Regions from separate parts of the Anser cygnoides genome. Here all the other regions are linked to region 2. A link is a contact called in public Hi-C data. All regions are on one chromosome and are shown on one strand. The core of a region is the stretch at or near the end of the contact, and the rest is flanking DNA. Distances in the headings are between cores, read along the strand shown.

Region 1 (2,700 bases), core at 118-2,617, 480 kb before region 2:
GTCTAGTTCACGGGAGACGGAGCGATACGGGCGCTTGTCGTAGCCGGGGTTGTTTCTTCGGGACTCCTGGAAATCTGGGCTTCACCCCCGTGGCCTCCAGCCTGGCTGCGAGAGCTCGGCGGAGCCGAGTCGTGATGTGCTGGGAGGCGGCAGCGCAGGAACCGAACCCGCCTCTAAGGGCGTCGAGCAGCGGGGGTGTCAGGGTGATGGGGAGATGACACAACCAGTGGCCGAGCACGCGTTTACCCCAAATGTGACCCTCCGCATCCCCTGGTGGCCTCGGACCTGGCTTTCCTCCGGGTCCCACCGCGCTGAGCACATCGAGCAAAGCGTCTGACAAAAAGCGCAGCCCTCCAGCAGCAGGCGACAGATGGGAGCGCTGCTATTTACCGTGGGCAGCTGCTCCAGCTGCTGTTATTTAAAAAAAAAAAAAAAAAAAATCGAGAGATTGCAGTGGGAAACAAACCGGGGAGCTCCTGGCTGTATCAGGGAACGCAGAAGGCTCGTTTTGCTGTATTACGGGGCTGGCTGTAATTCCTCCCAGCCCCAGCGGGGCCGATGCCTGAGGTCCTTGAGGACCACCGGGAGGCTGTGGGCTACGGGGCGGGTAACCGGGGGCACCCGTGGCGCTCTTGTGTCAAAGGAGTCCCCGGGAGAACGGCGTCCTGGTGGCCAGCACGGCCTTGGTCCTGGCTCTGCCGGGGGCACCCTGGCCCGCCCCGGTGGGATTCGGCGCCGTGAAACGCATCTCAGGGGCGGGGGGGGGGGGGGGGCGGACGTGAATCGAGCGAGGCGAAGCCGCTCCGAAAATCAAAGCAAGTTTTCCCCCCCCCCTTTTCTTTTTCCTCCCCCCTTTTCCGAAGCGATCCTGCAATCCCCGCTTGTTGACATGACATATGTGGGTTGGAGGGAGGCGGCGGCAGCTTCTGGCAGGGGAGGAAGGGGCCGGGGGGGGGGCTCTGCAAGCCGAGATGCTGATTACCAGGGGCAGCAAATAGCTTGCAGCTGCCTCCGCTCAACACGCTCTTTGTGGCGCTTGCAGCCACCCTTTGGACACAGCTATTTTTAATTTCCCCGAGCGCGCGCGCACAAAGCGAAGGGGGTGGGCGATGCCGCTGGCGGCCCCCTTTCCTGCCCCCCCCCCCCCCCTTTCCTCCTGATCTCTGGAGAATTGGGGGGGGCTGGAAGGTGGGGGGGGGGGGCGCCCCCACCTCTCTTTGATTCGGGTTCGCCTCGGGAGCCGGCCTCGGCGTCCCCCCCCCGCACCAGTGTGTGTGCGGGGAGCTGGGAAAATGCAGAAATAAATAAATAGACAATTAGGCCGGCGTCCAGCCGTGGGGGGCGTGGGGGGGAGCACTGCGAAAAGAGGCTCCGGCCAAATTTTGGAATGCCTGAGAAAGCGGCCGGAGCCGCTGGCGAGCCTGGGGGCTTCCCACCGCCGCTGCTCCTCGCGGCGGCCCCCGAGGAGGAAGAGGAGGAGGAGGAAGAGGAGGAGGAGGGAGGCAGGAGGCAGCCCCCATCCTCGCTCCTGGGGGTCTGTGTGATGAGAGCAGGGGGCTCGGCAGGGCACCGCACCCACCGTGGCTCAGGAGCAAACTTTGCGCCGGTGTTTTTGGAGCCCGACGCCGAGGCGTGTCCTCGATTCAAGCAGCAACACGGTTCGGGGTTAATAAATGACTTATTCGCAGCCCCGTGTTTCTCTGTTCTGGTAACCATTAGTGAACGTGAGATTTCATGTTTGCCCCAGACGTGCATTATTCATCGGTTTTGAGGCTGTGTGAAAGGGACCTTGTCAGGTTAAAACTTGCGTGGAGGCGAGCCGAGGTCTTCGGTGGGGTTTTGTAAACGGCCTTGCTCGCTGTTACCACAGGCAGGGGGATCGCTGAAGGCTTGCGCCGCTGGTCAGTGCTGTTTGAGGCATTGGTGGTGAAAAAAAAGAGAATCCCCAGGCGGGTTTTCTTCTTCTTGCTAACGGAGTCAGCCTGCACGCAGCTCTGCCGGGCAGCACGGCTCCTCGGCCACCTCTTTGCTTCCAGGAGGGTTGCCGTCGGTCCCCGAGCGCCGGCGCTTCAAGCTTTTCCCCTGCCTTTTTGGGGTCCCTGGGGAGAAAAGGCTCAGCAGGACAGGATCGGTTTTGGACGTGTCCCCCCAGCACCACCTGTGGGGTTTCTGCCCGTTACGATGCTGCAGCTGGGGAGAAAGGGTGGGATCTGGGGGCACCTTGACCCTTTCCTCCTCGTTTCCTCCATCGATAAAGTCCTAGCAGATGACCAGGGCGCTGGGGGGGTACTGGGATGTAATGATGGTTTTGGTTCGTTTTTCTGGCTGCTTTCCCACTAGGGGAGGGACGTGGGGATTATGGACGGAGCAGATGTGCGCAGGAAGGGGACGTTTGGCTTGCACGGCTGCTGCCGCCGTGCACAGGCTGATGCAGGGGGGAAGAAGAAACCCCCCTGGGCTCAGGTCCCTGCCCTGCACCACCTCTTTTCTGCCCACCGGGGCCCTCTCCCTGCTCCATAGGAGCTCCCAGGAGCAGCTCCCGGCCGCAATCCCTCTCCCCTCCCAGCAGAGAGGCGGGCAGGCTGAAAGCAATCCCCGAAGCTTGGTGTGTGCACGTGCCTTCGGGCTCTGCTACTCCCCCTCCAGCTGGAGACCCCCGCGCGCCCTGGGAGCCCGGCCGCGAGGTATTCCCAGCCCCGC
Region 2 (2,700 bases), core at 141-2,640:
CCCCCGTCGGGCAGGTCCAGCCCCATGATCCTGCCGTGAGGCTCCACCAAGGCCGTGTACACGGCGAAGTTGGCGGGGGACCCTGCGGTGGGAGCACACCGGGGCGGTTACGGGCGTCGGGATGGCGCAGCCCAGCCTGGCTCTCCCGAGGGCACCGTTACCTGAGTAGGGCTGGACGTTGACGCCCCACTTCTGGGGGTCGAGGCGGTACGCCTGCAGGGCGCGCTTCTGACACAGCCTTTCCAGCTCGTCTACGAACTCGGTCCCGCCGTAGTACCTGCCGGAAAATAGGGCACGGGTCACAGCGGGGTTGGTGTTTGCTGAGAGCAAACCTCAGGGGATTGAAACCGAACCATTTATTTAGAAACGTGCGCCCAGTGCTGTGCCAGCGGGGGAGAACAGGAGGGTGCTGTGTTTACAGCAGCTGCCGCAGCTATGACCCTGCTGAGATCGTCCAGTATGCGGCCAAGGACAGGAGCTGAGAGGGTCAAATCCTGCCCTGGGGCAGCTTGGCTGCCAGCACCAGGACGTGGCTTCCTTCCCAGAGATAAGGTCTCGAGGGGGACGTGGCAGTGTGGGTGGTTCCTCTCCCTTCCCTGCGAGGCTTCGGAGTGGGTCAGGCTCTCCCCAGCCCCCTACCTCTGTCCTGGGTAGCCCTCGGAGTATTTGTTGTTCAGGCAGGATCCCAGGGCCTCCAGGACCGCTCGGCTCGCAAAGTTCTCCGACGCGATCAGCTCCAGCCCCAGCCTCTGCCGCTGCTTCTCCTTCTTGATGATGCTGTGCACCTTCGGGAGGGGAGAGAAACAGCTCTGCTTGTGCTGACTGCGTGCGGGTGGGATGCTCGGGATGTACCCTCAGAAGAGACGGGGCAACGGAGAGCAGCCTGGAAAGGTGCTGCAGGAGGGAGAGGAGATCCCTTCTTGGTGCAGCTGATCCCAGCAGTTCACATGTGTCCTGCCACGTCTTGGGGCTTCTAGCTGCCATACGGCCATCGGATAATTCAGCTGGCACTTGGGTTAGCGTCAAGGGCAACTGCTGGGTGGCTACAGCAAACGCTGGGCCTGGCACAGATGTCTGAGCCTCAGGCAGGGGCGCGTGAGCAGCAGACCTGAAGTTACAGCCCCGTGGCTGCAGGTGGCTGGAGGATGCCCTCTCTCCTCTCGCACGGAGGATGGACGAGTCCCGCCAGCTCAGCCTTGGACCCTGTCCCTGTCCCGAGGAGGTTGCTGTCCCGAGCGGCTGCTGTGCCATGAAGGGGCTCTCACCTCCGGGTCGTTGCTGTCGAGCGGCTCCATCACCATCTTGTTGTGGGAGGCCCAGAGCTCCGCGCTAGGGAGGCCCGAGTTCGCCGCCGAGTTCGCCATCTGCTGCCGTGCCCAACGTCACCTGCAAGCGGAGAGGGGAGCTGGGGGCACGCGTGCGGGCTGGCAGCGGGGCTGGGGGCTTCTGCACCGTGCCCCTGCGTGGCCTGCTCCCGTCCTGCGTCTTCCCCAGATAACGCTGGGGGAGCGACCGCAGCTTGGGCCTGCTGGGGGCGGAAGGCGCTGAGCGCTCTCAGTGTTTCCCTGCCGATTTCAGATCGGTTTGTTCGTTGTGGATTTGGCCATTTTGGGCACCTTCCCACCGCCGACCCCCCCCGGGCACTGCCCAGCCAGCTTCACGGGGCTTCCCCTACCCCGTCCAGGGTTTTAGCGGAGCAAAACGGATTGGCAGCTTTAGCAACACCTTTCCCTCTCTCTCAGTCTCACGTTTTAAACGCAGGGTGACCGCTGCGAGTGTCACCACGGAACCCCCAAGCCCTGGAGCAGCCGTGATGGCCTCGCTCCCCCCCCGGCTGCGGGCAGCCCGCCGTGTTATCCCCCTGTTATCCGTGCCCCCGGCCGGCTAGCACGGGGCCGTGAGCGGGTTATTAAGCGCCCCGCTTGGCTCGCCTGCGCCCAGCCCGTGCCAAGCCGCAGGAGCCGGGTGGCGGCGAGGAAGGGGCAGGGGCTGGCTTCGGGCAGGCTCCCGGGGCCGCGCAAGGCTGCGGGGGGGGCCAGCGGCTGCCCCTTCCCATCCCGCAACCCCCGGCCCCGGCCCCGGCCCCGCACGGCCCCTACCGGCCCGATCCTGCTCCCGATCCCTGATCCGGATCCTGCTCCCGATCGTGGTCCCGGTCCCGCTCCGGTTCCGCGCGGGAAGCCGCGCGCCTACCCTAGGCAGCTCGGACACGCCCCCTCCGCGCCTCCACCAATCAGCGCCTCGCTCCGCCTTTCCGCAATGAAGCAGTGCAACGGCTCCGGAAGCTCCTCCGCCAATCCGCGGCGCGCCCCGCTCCCCCCGCCGCCTCCCATTGGTCGCTGCCGAGGCGTGGCGGGAGGCGCTGCCGGCACGTGGCGCGCCGGGCACGGGTCACCTTGGGCGGCCACGGGGGGCTCGGCCCCGGGCACCCCGACCCCCCCCGGCAGCCGGAGCCCCCCCAGGGCACCCTGACCCCCCCGGCACCCCATGTCCCCACCGGCTGCAGGGCTCCCAGCCGCCCTGCTTGGCCCCCTTGGGTATAGGGTGATGGACAGAGTGGGGTCCTGAGCTCGGGGGTCCCTCTGGGCATGGGGCAGGGTCGTGGGTGGGCTGCGGGTGAGGGTCTGGGGAGCACGGCGCGCCCCGACCCCTCCGTGGAGCTTTGTGGGGTGAGGGGTGCCCCGGGGGTAGGCCCGCGGG
Region 3 (2,700 bases), core at 39-2,538, 360 kb before region 2:
TCCTTCTTTCCTTCCTTCCTCCGCGTCTGCGGGGGCTCCTAGCTGATCACGCAGCGGTCCTTCTCCTTGCCGTGCCCGCCGCCGATGGCTTTCTCCCGGATGTACATGAGGTCGCTGTGGACGCTGGGCCGGCGGGCGAAGGGAGCCACGATGCCGTACGCCTCCTCCGCGCCGCCGCGGCCGCCCTCTTTGAGCAGCTTCTTGCCTTTCAGCGCCTTCTTGTGCAGGATGTCGCAGTACTGGACCGAGACCTTGCGGTGCAGGTCGGGGCTCATCTCGCTGGGCAGCTTGGCCATGGCGAAGAGCGCCTGGAACATCTGGTCCAGGCTGCTGTTCTTCTTGGCCGAGATCTCGAAGTAGGCGCATTTCTTGGGGTCTCCCCCCACCAGCTGCTCGATCTCCCGGGGCTGCACCTCCCGGTAAAAGTCCCGGTCGCCCTTGTTGCCGCAGATGACCAGGGGCACCTCTATGTTCTCCTTGGTTTTGTTCTTCAGGCACGACTTGGTCTCCAGGATTTGCTGCTTCAGGCGCTGCACCTCCTCAAAGGAGTCCCGGTTGTCCAGGCTGAACACGAGGATGAACACGTCGCCTGGGGACAAAGCGGGGACGTGAGATGGTTGCGGGGACGGCGACACACACCGAGACCCCCCCCCAGGGAAAGCCATACAGAGACCGGGGAGGGACGGACCGGGCAGCACCCCCTTTGCACCAAACCAAGTTACCCACCCCCGTGCACCCACAAAATCCCACCTCCCTCCTCCCGGGGCTGGAAAACCCATCCCCAAAGCGAGCAATAAACCCCCAAATCCACCGAGAACCCCCCCCCCCATTTCCTCCCGGCGCTCCCCAGCCAAGTACCTGTGAGGATGGAGAGGCGGCGCATGGCCGGGAAGGGGTGGTTGCCCGACGTGTCCAGGATGTCGAGCTGGTAGACCTCGCCGCGGATGCTGTAGAACTTGCGGTGGAAGTCCTCGATGGTGGGGGTGTACTGCTCCTCGAAGCGGCCGGTGAGGAAGCGCGAGACGATGGCCGTCTTGCCCACCTTGGAGGAGCCCAGGATGACCATGCGGTAGCAGTTCTTGGCGGGGATGCTCAGCTCGGCCTCGCTGGGACACATCTTCTTGATCATCGCTGCCAGTTTCATCGAAGCCGGCGAAGGCGCGGCTGGCGCCGGGAGGACGACGACGAGGAAGAGGAGGAGGAAAGAGGAGGAAGGCGAAGGGGTGCCCGGCTGCTCAGCACCTCTCCCCCCTGGCAGGAAAGGGCCGCTGTGAGCTCCGCACGGGCTCCGCCGCCGCGTTATATGGAGGTGGCAGCGACCGCCCCTCGGCGCGTCACGGCCCGGGGCGGCGGCGGCTGAGTCAGCGCCGGCCCCGGCCCCCGTCCCCCTTCCCCGTCCCCCCCCTTCCCCTCTCCCGGTGCTGCCCCGGCCGGGATGCTGCGGGAGCCGGGGAGCCGCATCGCGACCCCCCCCTTCCCCTTCCCCGGGTCCTGTGCAGCAGATGGAGACTCCCCCCCCGCAACGCGGGGCGAATCCCAAAGGGATCTCAAAGTCCCGCTGGGATTGGGGCGCTTTTGGGGTGCGGGGGGACAGGGGAGGTGGTGGCCCGCCGGGGGCTGCAGCCCCGGGAAGGAGGGGTTTTGGGTCGGGCTTTGTGGGGAAACCCCAATCCGACCCCAGCCCCAGCCCGACCCCAGCCCCAGCACGACCCCATCCTCATCCCCAGCCCTACCCCAGCCCCTGCCCCACTCCCAAGACGACCCCAGTCCCAGCCCCATTCCGACCCCAGCCCCATCCTGACCCCAGCCCCATCACCAGCCCTAACACAGCCCCATCTCCAGCCTCATCCCTAACCCCTCTCCAGCCCCAACACGACCCCAGCCCTACCCCATTCCCATCTCCAACCCCAGGACAATCCCATCCCCAGCCTGCCCCTAGCCCCATCCCAATCCCAGCCCCTTCCCCAGCCCTACCCCATCCCCAGCCCTACCCCAGCCCCATCCCCAACACGACCCCATCCCCATTAACAAGACGACCCCAGCCCCAGCCCTAACATAACCCTATCCCCATCCCTACCCCTACCCCATCCCCATCCCCAAGAAGACCCCAGCCCCAGCCTGCCCCTAGCCCCATCCCAATCCCAGCCCCATCCCCAGCCCTACCCCATCCCCATCCCCATCCCTACCCCATTGCCATCCCTATCCCATTCCCATCTCCATCCCGACCCCATCCCCCCGATCCCGACCCCATCTCCATCCCATTCCCATCCCCATCCCGACCCCATCCCCATCCCGACCCCATCTCCATCCCGATCTCCATCCCGATCCCCATCCCGACCCCATCCCCATCCCGACCCCATCCCCATCCCGACCCCATCCCCATCCCGACCCCATCCCCATCCCTACCCCATCCCGACCCCATCCCCATCCCGACCCCATCCCCATCCCGACCCCATCCCCATCCCTACCCCATCCCCATCCTGACCCCATCCCCATCCCATCCCCATCCCCATCCCCTCCCCATCCCGACCCCGTCCCCATCCCGACCCCATCCCCATCCCGACCCCATCTCCATCCCATTCCCATCCCCATCCCGACCCCATCCCCATCCCTACCCCATCCCCATCCCTACCCCATCCCGACCCCATCCCCATCCCTACCCCATCCCCATCCCTACCCCATCCCGACCCCATCCCCATC

The links. Hi-C and Micro-C count contacts between places; a contact is called where the count stands out from the background.
Region 1: a Hi-C map of liver shows a contact between it and region 2, with 1.6 times the contacts expected there. The contact joins the enhancer-like site here to the promoter of SHMT1 in region 2. A contact is called at or near these places in 2 of 7 Hi-C or Micro-C datasets (both in liver).
Region 3: a contact with region 2 is called in a Hi-C map of liver, with 3 times the contacts expected there. The contact joins the promoter of RASD1 here to the promoter of SHMT1 in region 2. A contact is called at or near these places in 2 of 7 Hi-C or Micro-C datasets (both in liver).

The regions. Positions count from the first base shown.
Region 1 is chr15:3,397,443-3,400,142 of Taihu_goose_T2T_genome, reverse strand. All of the region lies in intron 3 of MPRIP (myosin phosphatase Rho interacting protein), which reads left to right. Among named protein-coding and RNA genes, the nearest start is that of MPRIP, 18 kb to the left of the region's middle. Within about 2 kb of position 1,367, at least 2 of the 3 cell types and tissues checked have open chromatin away from gene starts, as enhancers often do. A contact at or near this core is called in liver, where this site is marked.
Region 2 is chr15:2,914,026-2,916,725 of Taihu_goose_T2T_genome, reverse strand. SHMT1 (serine hydroxymethyltransferase 1) reads right to left here and starts at 1,390. Exons shown (of 11, transcript XM_048067954.2): 1 at 1,266-1,390; 2 at 640-785; 3 at 162-277; 4 at 1-82. The coding sequence starts at 1,364. It overlaps LOC106032117 (chemerin-like receptor 1), which reads left to right and starts at 2,166. Exons shown (of 3, transcript XM_013174939.3): 1 at 2,166-2,700.
Region 3 is chr15:3,272,924-3,275,623 of Taihu_goose_T2T_genome, reverse strand. RASD1 (ras related dexamethasone induced 1) reads right to left here and starts at 1,288. Exons shown (of 2, transcript XM_066977607.1): 1 at 859-1,288; 2 at 1-518. The coding sequence starts at 1,144.